3 separate regions of the Zea mays genome follow, and all the other regions are linked to region 3. The links are chromatin contacts, called in public Hi-C maps. All regions are on one chromosome and are shown on one strand. The core of a region is the stretch at or near the end of the contact, and the rest is flanking DNA. Distances in the headings are between cores, read along the strand shown.

Evidence for each region. Hi-C and Micro-C count contacts between places; a contact is called where the count stands out from the background.
Region 1: a Hi-C map of bundle sheath shows a contact between it and region 3, with 2.6 times the contacts expected there. The contact joins the enhancer-like site here to the promoter of LOC103650076 in region 3. A contact is called at or near these places in 4 of 25 Hi-C or Micro-C datasets (bundle sheath, ear, leaf mesophyll and 1 more).
Region 2: a contact with region 3 is called in a Hi-C map of bundle sheath, with 2.3 times the contacts expected there. The contact joins the promoter of LOC103650065 here to the promoter of LOC103650076 in region 3. A contact is called at or near these places in 2 of 25 Hi-C or Micro-C datasets (bundle sheath and ear).

The regions. Positions count from the first base shown.
Region 1 is chr3:50,724,671-50,728,923 of Zm-B73-REFERENCE-NAM-5.0, reverse strand. It overlaps the pseudogene LOC103650069. Among protein-coding and RNA genes, the nearest start is that of LOC109944812, 60 kb to the left of the region's middle. Within about 2 kb of position 1,708, at least 18 of the 20 cell types and tissues checked have an H3K27ac peak or open chromatin away from gene starts, as enhancers often do. A contact at or near this core is called in bundle sheath, ear, leaf mesophyll and 1 more, where this site is marked.
Region 2 is chr3:50,523,137-50,527,010 of Zm-B73-REFERENCE-NAM-5.0, reverse strand. It overlaps LOC103650065 (ABC transporter B family member 21), which reads left to right and starts at 1,774. Exons shown (of 11, transcript XM_020550206.3): 1 at 1,774-2,121; 2 at 2,586-3,212; 3 at 3,313-3,710; 4 at 3,798-3,874. The coding sequence starts at 2,675.
Region 3 is chr3:51,384,234-51,388,071 of Zm-B73-REFERENCE-NAM-5.0, reverse strand. It overlaps LOC103650076 (squamosa promoter-binding-like protein 1), which reads right to left and starts at 1,670. Exons shown (of 13, transcript XM_020550207.2): 1 at 1,505-1,670; 2 at 1,365-1,420; 3 at 669-1,263. The coding sequence starts at 1,186.

The DNA.
Region 1 (4,253 bases), core at 459-2,958, 660 kb after region 3:
GTGTGGTGAATGCGATGGTTCAATTGGTCTTGTGAGAGACCCATCCCACATATGTGTTGAATAAACACTGTTCCGCTATGTAATATATCTGGCAAATGGCACAAATTAAATTATGGAGTTAATAGGATTCTGAAGATCTATCATGAGGTCCTAGGAGGACTCATATCTTTGAATTATAAATATGCAACATATAAATCTCATACCGAATAATACATTCCTGATGAATGATCACTCTCCTATGTAGGGAGAATATCTCTTAGTTGAGATTATCGTTCCCAGATGGAACCTATCCAGAAGAAACAAAGTATATGTTGAACACTAAAGTTTGATAACTCATATAAAGGGATAAAGACCCATACAGACTCGAAAAGGAATAAGATGAGGTACCAAAGGACTTGAAGTTCACCGAATAAGCACATGTGCATTCCACGAGTTTTACTCATGGTATTTTCCACTTGATGTTGAATTACGATATCCTCTAAAGCCCTGATGGCAGAAACCTATAAGGTTTAGGTGTTATTGGCAAAATATCCCCATTGTGCCAGAATGACAGACTATAACGATGTATCTGATCGATGAAAAATCACTAATGGATTACGATCTTTGATGGACTTTTGTTACACCATCATAGATGTTGCAATGGATGAACGCCTGGAGCGATGTGTCATATTTAGAATATGTACTATTGCAACTATATTATCCCCTAAAGTCCTATAGAAGGACATGTTACTTGCTTTGCACAACTATATAAAAATTATGGTGTAAGATAGAAAATTATAGCACCCCAACCTCATCCATTCTCGTTATTCCAGATGAACAACGAGACATATATCTTGAAAAATATGCTTGAGTTATGAGGGATAACGACTTTGACAGATGTCATCGTCAGGGGGAGCGAATGCTTATATTGATCACAATCGTGAGACAATAAATGTCATATTCTAAGCCCTAAAGGCATCAGCTTGATCACTACAACACAAACACCCCTATAGCAACGCATACATTGCAACAAAATGGTTTATGTGTTGCAAGAAATTAGGTAGCAACGGATGCTAGCAACACACATATTTATATGTTGCAAGAAAATCAACTGGCAACGTTTATCATGAGTTCAAGTGTCATCCGTAGAATATTCAAATTACCTGGCAACATTTGTCATGCGTTGCAAGGGTCATTCGTAGTATTTATGTCACCTAACAACATTTGTGATGTGTTGCAAGTGTCATCCATAGTATTTGTGTTACCTAGCAACACTTATCATACGTTGCAAGCATTATATGCAGTATTTATGCAAATTAGTATATTGGTTTTATACTTACAAAGTACTCCCTCCGCCATAATTTATAGATTATTTGATTTTTTAGATAACATGTTTGACCTACTCGTTTTATTCAAAAAATTTATAATTACTATTTATTTTTATTGTGGTTTAATTTTTTTCTATACTTTCCTAAATTTTTAATAGGAAAAGTTGGTCAAATTTGGTGTGAAAAAGTCAAACAACCTGTAAATTGGGACACATGTTGAAACTATCCACGTCACTATCTTAATTATCAGCCGTCGGATCCTACAACAACGACTATAGATCGCAGCACACGTATCCGCACTCGACTCTTCCAAAAAAGACCTCCGAACGGTCGAGGCCTTGCGCCGCCGCTACCCCGCGCTAACCGCCACGGTACCACCCGCCGCTAACCTCTATCGCGTTCACCATCAGGGCACCACCGCCTCCATTACCCCCGCCCCCTGCTGCCACGTCCACCACCACGGCACCACCGCCGCCCCCAGCGCGCGCGGCCCACCACTAACAGCCAGCTTGGGTGGCCGCTCCTTCCCTCCCTTGCCTCAAAGGACTTCTTCCCACGCGATGTTAGGAGCAGACATGAGGCGGCGAGAGTCCAGCATCGGAGATCTCCGCCGCCATGTAGGCACTGCCCAGCACCTTGCGGCCCGAAAACCGTCGATCTAATGCCCTGCCCTCCTTCTCCGATGCCTTCGCCCTCGCCTCAGGCAGGGTCCCTCTCCCGCCTTGCCTGGCTCTACGTGGTCGGTCGGTATGCCCCCTGTCCGCTTAGATCCTAGACGCTTCGATCTAGCACTCAATAGGAAATGGTGAGTGGTGACCTTATTCCTGGCTCCATCTTAGGTTGTGGCGGGATGTGCAGACAGGACGATCGTGTCCGGCCTCCTCGAGAAGAGCTCCAGCAACGTGCAAATCTCTAATCCCCTGCTCACCCCTACTTGCATTTTTAATTCTTCTCTTGATTTGGTCTGACGGTGACACCTAATTGCAGATCTAGAAGGTGCTCTTGATGGAGGACAAGCTTAGGAACCTTGGATGCAAGTGAGTTTTATAAGTGAATTTGAGTTGTGTTAATTTCTGCTTTGCTGACACCAAATACCGTGTTGCTAGGGTGATTGGAAAGAAAACTATTGAGGTGGAGATGGACCTGACCAAGGCCAAGAGCGAGAGGTACCTATGGGGGAACAACACTGCAGCTATGAACTCCGACAAGAAGCAGCAGTTTACACTGGGTTTGGCTCCAGTCTCAAAAGAAACGTCTGTTTCAGTAAGCTGATGGTCGGTCACCCAAAGGACCCATTATCTATTTTTATTAATGTTAATATATTAAAAACTGGTTAGAGTAAACATACATATTATGCTATCATGTACATATATGCCTCTATGAGACATAAATATATGTGTCATGTTTCAACTTTCATGAATTTTTTTCCTCAACGAGTAACATACTAGTGATAATAACAAAATTATTTAAAATAATAACCATTATATATAACTTATAAATTATCATGATAGATTTGGTTATATATTTTAACTTAAATATTTGACATATGGTATAACTATAAGTTCATAAGTGCATATATAAATTCTTTGACATGAAAAACAAGAAATATTGATACATGGGGGGCAATTGGTGTCGATTGCAGATGGCTACATCTTTCTAGAATTCATATTTCTTTGTAGCAAATAGTCATTATAATAACAAGTATTAATATCCTCTCCAGGTTAGCAATACTAACCATTATAGATCTCTGTTTATTTATATTGTCCCTTCATACATATTAATGTACATACACATCCTTTCTTTCTCGTTATTCCAATCCCTCCTGGACATAGATACAACAAATATGATTTGTTCCGTAGAATCACAAACTCTTTTGTACAGGTTGCAACTTTTACCAGATCAGGTATGATTTCCCACAAAAAATGAACCCTGCTTTTTTATAGTCCTTGTCAATGCACTCAACTTAATAGTTTTTCCCATAGCGCCCCTTAATTGGGCAGAGAAAAAGTAGAATCCATCACTATGTTTTATTAAACACTATGTACGTATCCATGTATGTTGTTGTGTAAACATTTGCATATGTATATAACCATACACACAGACATAATGTGTTAGTACACATAATGCATGCACATGGATCTTATTAGTTGTCTCCTAGCCTGCAGCATCGCATAATATGACTTCAAATTATTTTCATTGCATTTCAATTAATAGTATACTTCATTATCATTTTTCCCTTTTTCACATTTTTAATAATCTGTATATTGGGTTGTTCATTTTCTAGAACCAGGCTGAGTATTGATGTTAATGTTCTCTAGACATTGTCATTTCAGTTGCTTAGATCAGTAAAACTTGATAAATAAATGTTTGATGCAAATCCAACAATTAGATTGTTTAGTGGTCTAAATTTAGGAGATTTCATAGACCTACATCTGTAAAGGCCATAACTTACATAGAAGATTATCTCCATAAGATGTAGCAAGCACTATCCAAACTAAACAAACCTGTGCATGGGTAAAACATAATGCTCGAATCAGTGGTCGAATGCCTTTTCTAAAAAATCATTCTTTGTCTGAGAATGGCATTACTTCTATCCAAATTTACTATAGACTTACATGTATATGTTTATGTATGTATTAGAATTTGTAGGTGCCTCGAAGAAGCCAATCAAAGTACTAATTACTAAAGGTAATAGTATCCTACAATGTTCTTTTTCTATCTTCTTAATTTCCCATTTTTGAATGAAGACTGGTTTAGTGGTAATCTAAATTTCTGATTAATGCACATCAAAATGTCATATAATAGTGCCAAGTAACTCATAGGATTTGTCTTTTCTTTACAAGTGAGGATATTGTGCGGTTCAATAAAGAACTAACCTATGATCTATGGGCCAGGTCACTTGCAGGATAGCAAACTCATACAGTAATACTGTTGTTTGTCGATCTT
Region 2 (3,874 bases), core at 525-3,024, 860 kb after region 3:
TGGGTTAGTAGTTGCGTTGCCCTCTATCTGCACACCTGCATGCATCTCCGTGGCGCCTTCCTCATCCACGCGGTCGAATTGCATAATATATATTTCGGGAGTGCTTCTATATATATATGCACAGGAGGATCGGAGACGGAGGGTGTCATTGTCGCGGCCAAACTAACTACTCGCACCAGTTTGTTGGGATACGTCAGCCGCCGCCGCCGCGAAGCCCAATTCTGGCGCGTCCTCCCTGTCCTGCCAAGGCGTGCTATTTCTAATTCTTTCCATTCCTTCGCCGGCTATACCCTTGGCTACACGGCAGGCCAGCAGCGCCGCCGTACGTGCCGCGGATGACGAGTGACGACGAAGAAGGGCGATTGTTTTTTGCCGGGTAGCCGGCCGGGACGCGGGACGTGTGCCGCCTGCCGCCGTGTGTGCCAATCCCCGATGGGGGAGACGCACCGCACCGCACCGCACCGCACCGCGGCGCACGGCGGACCACCGTCCCTGGTGGCGTGGCGTATGTCATGCGGCGGCTACCCCGAACCCGGGGCTTTGACCGGCGCGCCTCCCTCCCTGGGCCTGGCCCTGGTGTGGAAGGAAGGGAAAGGGACCGCGGCGTGCATGGAGGACGCAGGGAGAGTGGGAGACAGAGACAAGGGTCCACGGGTGCGTGACCACCAAGCAAAACGCCAACCCCAACCCCGGCCGAACAACCAAGCCAAGCCGGCAAACCGCAAACCCAAGCCGACAAGCCGCGCCATCGCATGTGCCCGTGCTTCGCGCTTCCCCCACTGACAGTAGGGGCCGCGCACCGGTGGTAGTGGTACCCCAGCACTAGCCATTGGGCCATGCCGACACGCCACGGCTCCGGAAACGCGTCCAGCAACGCATCGCAAACTCGCAAAATGCATGCAGGCCGTCGTGACGAGCCAGTTGACCCCTGGCTGGGGCTGGGGCTGCTGCCTGGCGTTACAAGTACAAGCGAGCCGAGACAGACACTGCGGCCGAGCTCGGGCTGTTGCGTGCGCGCCATATGCCAACGTCTAGCAGCGTACTGTAACGAGTATACCGTATGCCGGCAGATATAATGGACATGGGATATAGAGATTTTAGGCTCCATCCATGGCATGTGCCGCACAGCACAGGCACGTGATCTCACGATCACGACACAGCGTGCGTCAGCTGTCCAGCCTGTCAGTCACACTGCCTAGCCCGCGCTTGGCTATGTTAGCCTATGTATGTACTACTAGTGGCATCAACCCAAGAACAGTGCCATGGTACAGGATGCAATTACCACCGGCAGCCGTATCTCTGTTCTTCCATCCACGCGTGTCCCCAGCCGAACCCTATGAATGTAACTACTAGTAGCATTAACCGAAGGCCGTCTCCCTGACTCGTTCCTTATTTTCAAATTTTAATCTCCAAACAATATCAAATAATATCATCTAGAGTTCTACGCCCCTATTTTATATGACCCACCGAAAACAGCCTAACGAGCTGACCTAAATCACCATCTTAATATATTTGACTCACGATTGCCCTGTAATTGTAGTGTCAGTTATTGGTGATGATCATACATTATTCAAAGGTAGACACCGCTCGTACTAAAAGGTTCCAAAAGCGTGGCTATTCTCTATAGCCAACCCAATATACCGGGTGTGCTTTAGTCACACAAAAAAGTGAGACTGACATTCATGTGATCCTTCGGTTCCAAAGGATAAAAAATATTTATATAAACAATATGTATCTCTAAGTGCCTCAATTTACCACGGGATATTCATTTTTCTAAGGGAAATTAGTTTATCTTTCCTTGAAAAATAAAAATCACTTAAAACAATGTAGTTCCAAACTAACCCTAAATATTAAAAAAATTGACAGTATTTAAACCTAAATATTTATAATTAAATTTCTGGTAATAGAAGAAGACAGGCTGACTCTCGTGCGACCCGATTTCATTCCAATCGATCGCCATCTGCTCAGCTGTGATTTGTGAGCGCAAAGCCCGACATCTATAAATATCCCGCATCCATCCATCCAGCCAGCCATTGCAACCACCGGCCGGGCTGGGAGCACTCAGCACTGCGACGAGGAGAGAGGAGACGGAGACGGATGCTTATTCCTGTGCCTGCCTTGGTGAGTAGTGGCCTTCGCCTTGGCCTCCGCGAGCGCATTTTTATATGCTTGCTCGCCCGCGATGGATACCAAAACCACCGCAGCGGCGCCGCTGCGGTCTCCCACCTTTAATCACTATACAAGCTTGCTTTTTTCTCTTTCCCCGGTGGTGCGGGTGCTGGACTGCTGGCCTCTGCGTCCGCGTCCGGCGGCAAGTGCGAAAGCTGCCAACTTTTTTTTTTCTGCTCGGTTTGTTCCTTCTCCAACCATCCATACCATACCAGTTCTTCGCAAGTTCGCATCCGAACTCTACCTCCCACCTGCACAGCGCAGCGCTCTTTTTTTATGTTCTTGCGCGGGTGGGAGATGGATGCCCTGTGTTTCCCATCGGTTGCTAGGGAGATTGTAGATTCAGATTTGCTGTTGCCCTGGGCTCCCTGTTCTTATGTTTCCTTCCCGGATTCTACTGCTGTCTTCTTTTCTAGCTGCGAAGCGCTGAGATGAATCCGCTGCTGCTGAATGTGATTGTGTGTGCGATTATTGGGCCCTGGCAGGTGAGTGAGGCGCTGCTGGTATGCATGAGCTAGGAGGTAAGGAACAACCATACGAGGGCGAGCAGAGCAGAGAGCACACGGCGCGCCGAGCTAGCAGCATTGCCCAATCTCGCGGCGGGGAGAGATTCGTGAGCGCGGAGGCGCGAATCTTCGACGCAGCGACGGCAGCCATGCCGGAGTCCTGGAGACCCGCCGAGGCGAATGCCTCGTCGCAGCCGGCGGCAGGCACGTCCGGCCCCTCGGCTCAGAGCCCTGGCAATGACGCCAAGGGACGCGCGGCGGGGGAAACCCCCGGCGCGGCGGAGGCGGCGGCGACGCGAGTGCCGTTCCACAAGCTGTTCGCGTTCGCCGACTCCACCGACGTGGCGCTCATGCTCCTGGGCGCGCTCGGGGCCGTGGCCAACGGCGCCGCGATGCCCTTCATGACCGTGCTCTTCGGCAACCTCATCGACGCCTTCGGCGGCGCGCTCAGCATCCACGACGTCGTCAACCGGGTGTCCATGGTCTCTCTCGATTTCGTCTACCTCGCCATCGCCTCCGCCGTCGCTTCCTTCGTCCGTAAGTCCACCTTCAGTGGTAACATAACACTCCCACTAGAGTCAGACACCGAGCACACGCACGCAGACTAAGGCTGCTCAGCTGTTTTCCGTCCGACCAGAGGTGACCTGCTGGATGATCACCGGCGAGCGCCAGGCGGCGCGGATACGGAACCTGTACCTCAAGACGATCCTGAGGCAAGAGATCGCCTTCTTCGACAAGTACACCAGCACCGGCGAGGTGGTGGGCAGGATGTCGGGCGACACCGTGCTGATCCAGGACGCCATGGGCGAGAAGGTCGGCAAGTTCATCCAGCTGGTGGTGACCTTCTTCGGCGGCTTCATCGTCGCCTTCGCGCAGGGCTGGCTGCTGACCCTGGTCATGATGGCGACCATCCCGCCGCTCGTCGTGGCCGGCGCGGTCATGTCCAACGTCGTCACCAAGATGGCGTCCCTGGGCCAGGCGGCGTACGCGGAGTCGTCGGTGGTGGTGGAGCAGACCATCGGTTCCATCAGGACGGTGAGCAGAGCGCACAGCCGAATCAATTCCATTCCCGCAACACACGCTGAAGCGCTCTCAACGGATGACTGACGAAACCTGCTGCAGGTTGCGTCTTTCACCGGCGAGAAACGGGCGGTGGAGAAGTACAACAAGTCCCTGAAGAGCGCGTACAAGTCCAGCGT
Region 3 (3,838 bases), core at 421-2,920:
GCTAATGAACAAGGACTAACTGTAGAAACTCTGAATGAACTAGAGACATATAGCTGTCTCTACATGGAATCCTAGAATGAAAAACAAGAAAGAATATTTTTTACAAGTAAAACATAAACAAAAAAAGAACAGAATTGGTAACATCGAAGCAAATTCAGATATTCATACTTTTATTTCAAAAGAATATCTTTCTTCCATAACAAAAGACATTCTAATAGTAGCACAAGGTAAAAAAATGAGATAATCATATGATATTGTACCGATAGCACCGATCCAAGTAAAAGCACTTTTATATTATACTAACTAGTATTATGTGTGGGGCATAAGCATTCCTCAAGGTACATGATCAGCATCACCTAGAGTTTTGCCAAGCACAAAAAACAGCTTGGAATTTCTCAAGATAATAATCAGCATGAACTGGGATCCTATCATGGGGCATAAAACTAATATGTTCAGCAATTCTCAAGGTTGAATGATCAGCAATTCATTTGTGTTGTGTGCCTGTGGCACCCAGGTAATGTGTCCTGGTGTGTTTTATTTTCCTTTTCTTTGCTGCTTTGGATTTTGTACTGGATCCGTCTTTCTTTACTTTCTCCAATACAAAGATGCCTCAGGAGAGAAAAAAAATTACCAGCAATAGTAATCTCACAACGAAATTGTTGACCTACCTGCTACACTGCTGACAGAACCGATGCTCTACATTCTTGATGCAGACCACAGTCGTCCTGGTATGTGCTTCACACACCTTGTGCCTCTTATGGTAGTCCCTGGCACCGCTGAGATCGGCATGGCAGCCGTCAACCTGGCAGGACGGAGTGGTGCTCGAACTGGCACCTTTCCTGGGTGTCTCCTCCTCGCTGCTCCGCCCTCTCTGAGCAGGCACCACATGATTGTTGTCTCCATCTGCTACCCCAGAATTGCTGCAACCGGCGCTGCCGTCCTCCTCTGGCGAGAGCCTCCGCCTCTTGTCAACGACGACGCCGAAGTCGATCTCCCCCTGAGCTCGACTCAGCTTCCTGCTGCTGCACTCGGACGGCACGATGGCCGCCGGCGTGGCCAGGAACAGGTTGGCGTCCCACCTCCAGTCGTTCAAATCCCAGTCAAGGCCCTTGTTCCTGTGCTCGCCGGACATTGTCGCCGCACTGGCTTGATCACCGCCATCTTTCCTCAAGAAAGAGGCTTCCATTTCCTCTGCCTTCCCCTCCTCCCTGTCCCTGTCGCCCCACTTGTTCTTCTTTTGCTGCTCTTTGTTTGCACGTATGACTACAGACGAAACAAACACAGAGGAACACCAGCACCAAGGGATTACCAACCTTGGGTTGGGACAAATCCTGAAACCAACGAAGGGTTCAGAAACAAAGTACCTTAGCTCGGGCCCGGCGGGTAGAACGATGCCGTGGTTATCCAGGCAAGCAACGCCCTTGAACGGAAAGGCGAGTAATGATTGAAGAAATGGAGATGGGGCAGTAAGCTCATGGAGAGAACCGAGTCAAGGATTGGGTACCGTGGGTTAGGACCAGTTGGGGATGGGGCTACTACTTCTCGTCTCCCGGGTCCCGAGCGGCGGAACAGAGGCGGAACGCGGAAGGGCTCGCGGTGGAACGAGGGGCGAAGTATCCTGGGGAGGCAGAGCTCTCTGCCTGTCTGCCCCCAGCATATCCACAGTTCCAATGTCCAATAAGCAAGCACGAGGCCCGCGAGCCTGGCACGAAGCCCGCTGTTTGGGCCCGATCCGAGCCCGGCACGGCCTGGTTATATGCGGGCCCGGGCCGGCCCGGCACGAATAAGCGGGCCGGGCTCGGACAAGAAATTAGGCACGGTGGGCTAGCCCGGCACGGCCCGTTTAGCTCTAAGCCCGTTAAGCCCGCTTTTTTTACACTAAAACGTGTTTTTAGCCCGCATAGCCCGCTTTTTTCGTGCTAAACGGGCCGGCCCGGCCCGTTTAGGCCCGTTGCGGGCCGGGCTCGGACAAGAAATTAAGCCGCGTGCTTACCCGGCCCGGCCCGGTTTTATAATCGTGCCTGGCGGGCCGGGCCCAAAACGGACCGGGCTTCACCGGGCCCGGGCCGGACCGGGCCGGGCGGCCCGTTTGGACATCTCTAGTTCCACACCACCGCCGCCTCTTTTTCATCTCCCCTGTCTCCTGTCTGGCGTTCGGACAGCGACGCCACGGCCAAGGTTCCGGTTGGACCTTGTTAGGGACATCAGCGTCTAACGGCTCATGCTGGCCCAGTACCTGGCTCATGCTGGCCTAGATACTTAAGGGGAAATACTACAAAGTCGCACCACGAAGGGGGCATAAAAGAAAATATCAAAACATCTTATGTAGTGTTTGGTTGAAGAGCAAAGTAGAACGGAGCCGTTCTGTCCCAATTTTATCGTTGTTTGGTTATAAAGTAACTAGAACGGAATGACTCCAATTAGAAAATATTCTCCTCAGATTCGGAACCATTTCGCTCCAAAAAATCAACCGGACGGAGCCGCTCCGTTCCCAGCCCGCTCGCACAGTCACACTTCGTTCTGTTCACTCTGCAACCAAACAAAAAACAGAGTCGCTCCGTTCCAGATTACCAAACAAAGAACAGAGTGACTCCGTTCCTAGAATCAGGGATGGAACGACTCCGTTCTACTTGGCTCCTCAACCAAACACTACCTTAGTGTTCATCTTCCTCCTGCGTCTAGCGATGTTCTTCTTCGAACAACTCTCATGTACCTCCAGTCGTCTTAAACCTTCTAGAGTTTCTTCTCCTACCTCGATTCTTCTGCTATCTTCCTACCTCAACTCTATTACTCTGTAATTGCTTCTGTCGAGTTGAATCAATACACTCCGTTGGTGTAGTTGTTAACAATTGGTATCAAATTCCTACGTTCCTCGGCCCTCTCATCTATGGTGTCTTCATCACCGATTGATGCCCACCTTACCAGGGCGCTGCAGCAACAGACTCGTGAGATCCTCTCCGAGCTCGACAAGCGCTTCACCACGATTGACTCCAAGTGGGCGCGTCGAGTCGGCGCTCCGGAGTCCCAAGCGGTGGAATCCGCTCAACACCGCGACAAGTTCTCCTCCGCCCTCCGCGCCGGCGTCGAGGCACATCTCTCGGCGGCTACCCAACAGTCTACGGGTACTCGTGCCGCCGCCCAGCAATCTGCCCTACATGTGTTCGATGCAAGGCGTCCACGGGCGCAGTGGAGGTCATTAGTGGAGACCCTGCACGTGTTCGCAGACCGCGACATCAGTGAACAACCTGCCAGAGTCCATGGCCGCCTCGACAATTCCACCACCATCACCATGGGGTCCAACATCAACCCGGATGGCGTAGTTGCAGGTGGCGCCACAGACCGACCAGTTCGTGTAGCAGCGGTAGGCTGGAGCCGCGTGCCAAATGTTGGACCTATTCCACACAAGACCGACGGTGCAGCACCTGCTCGCAGCTGCACGGGAGCAGCTGTCACACCCGGGCTTTAAGGAACCAAGACGGGTGCATCTCATATATGCGCCAGAGAAGACAACACATATAGTAACAGAGTGCATAGAGATAGATGTCATAAATATCATAAATATAATTATTACATAGCGGAAGCCTTACAAAAATAAATGATAAAATAAAGAGAACTATGTATTATTCCCTAGCGCCACAAAGCTGACTGAGAGACGCCACCTAGATCAAGTTGAAAGCCTCAGTGTTAGACGGCTCCTCTTCGACCACCTGTTCTTCTCCTGTGGGGGGGTGTGAGACAGCAAGGGTGAGCTCACACATGTTCATCGCTCAACAAGTTGTGGAGAATAATGTGCATGAACTCACCAAAGGTGGGAGTTCATGTGAAGTGTAAGGCAAAT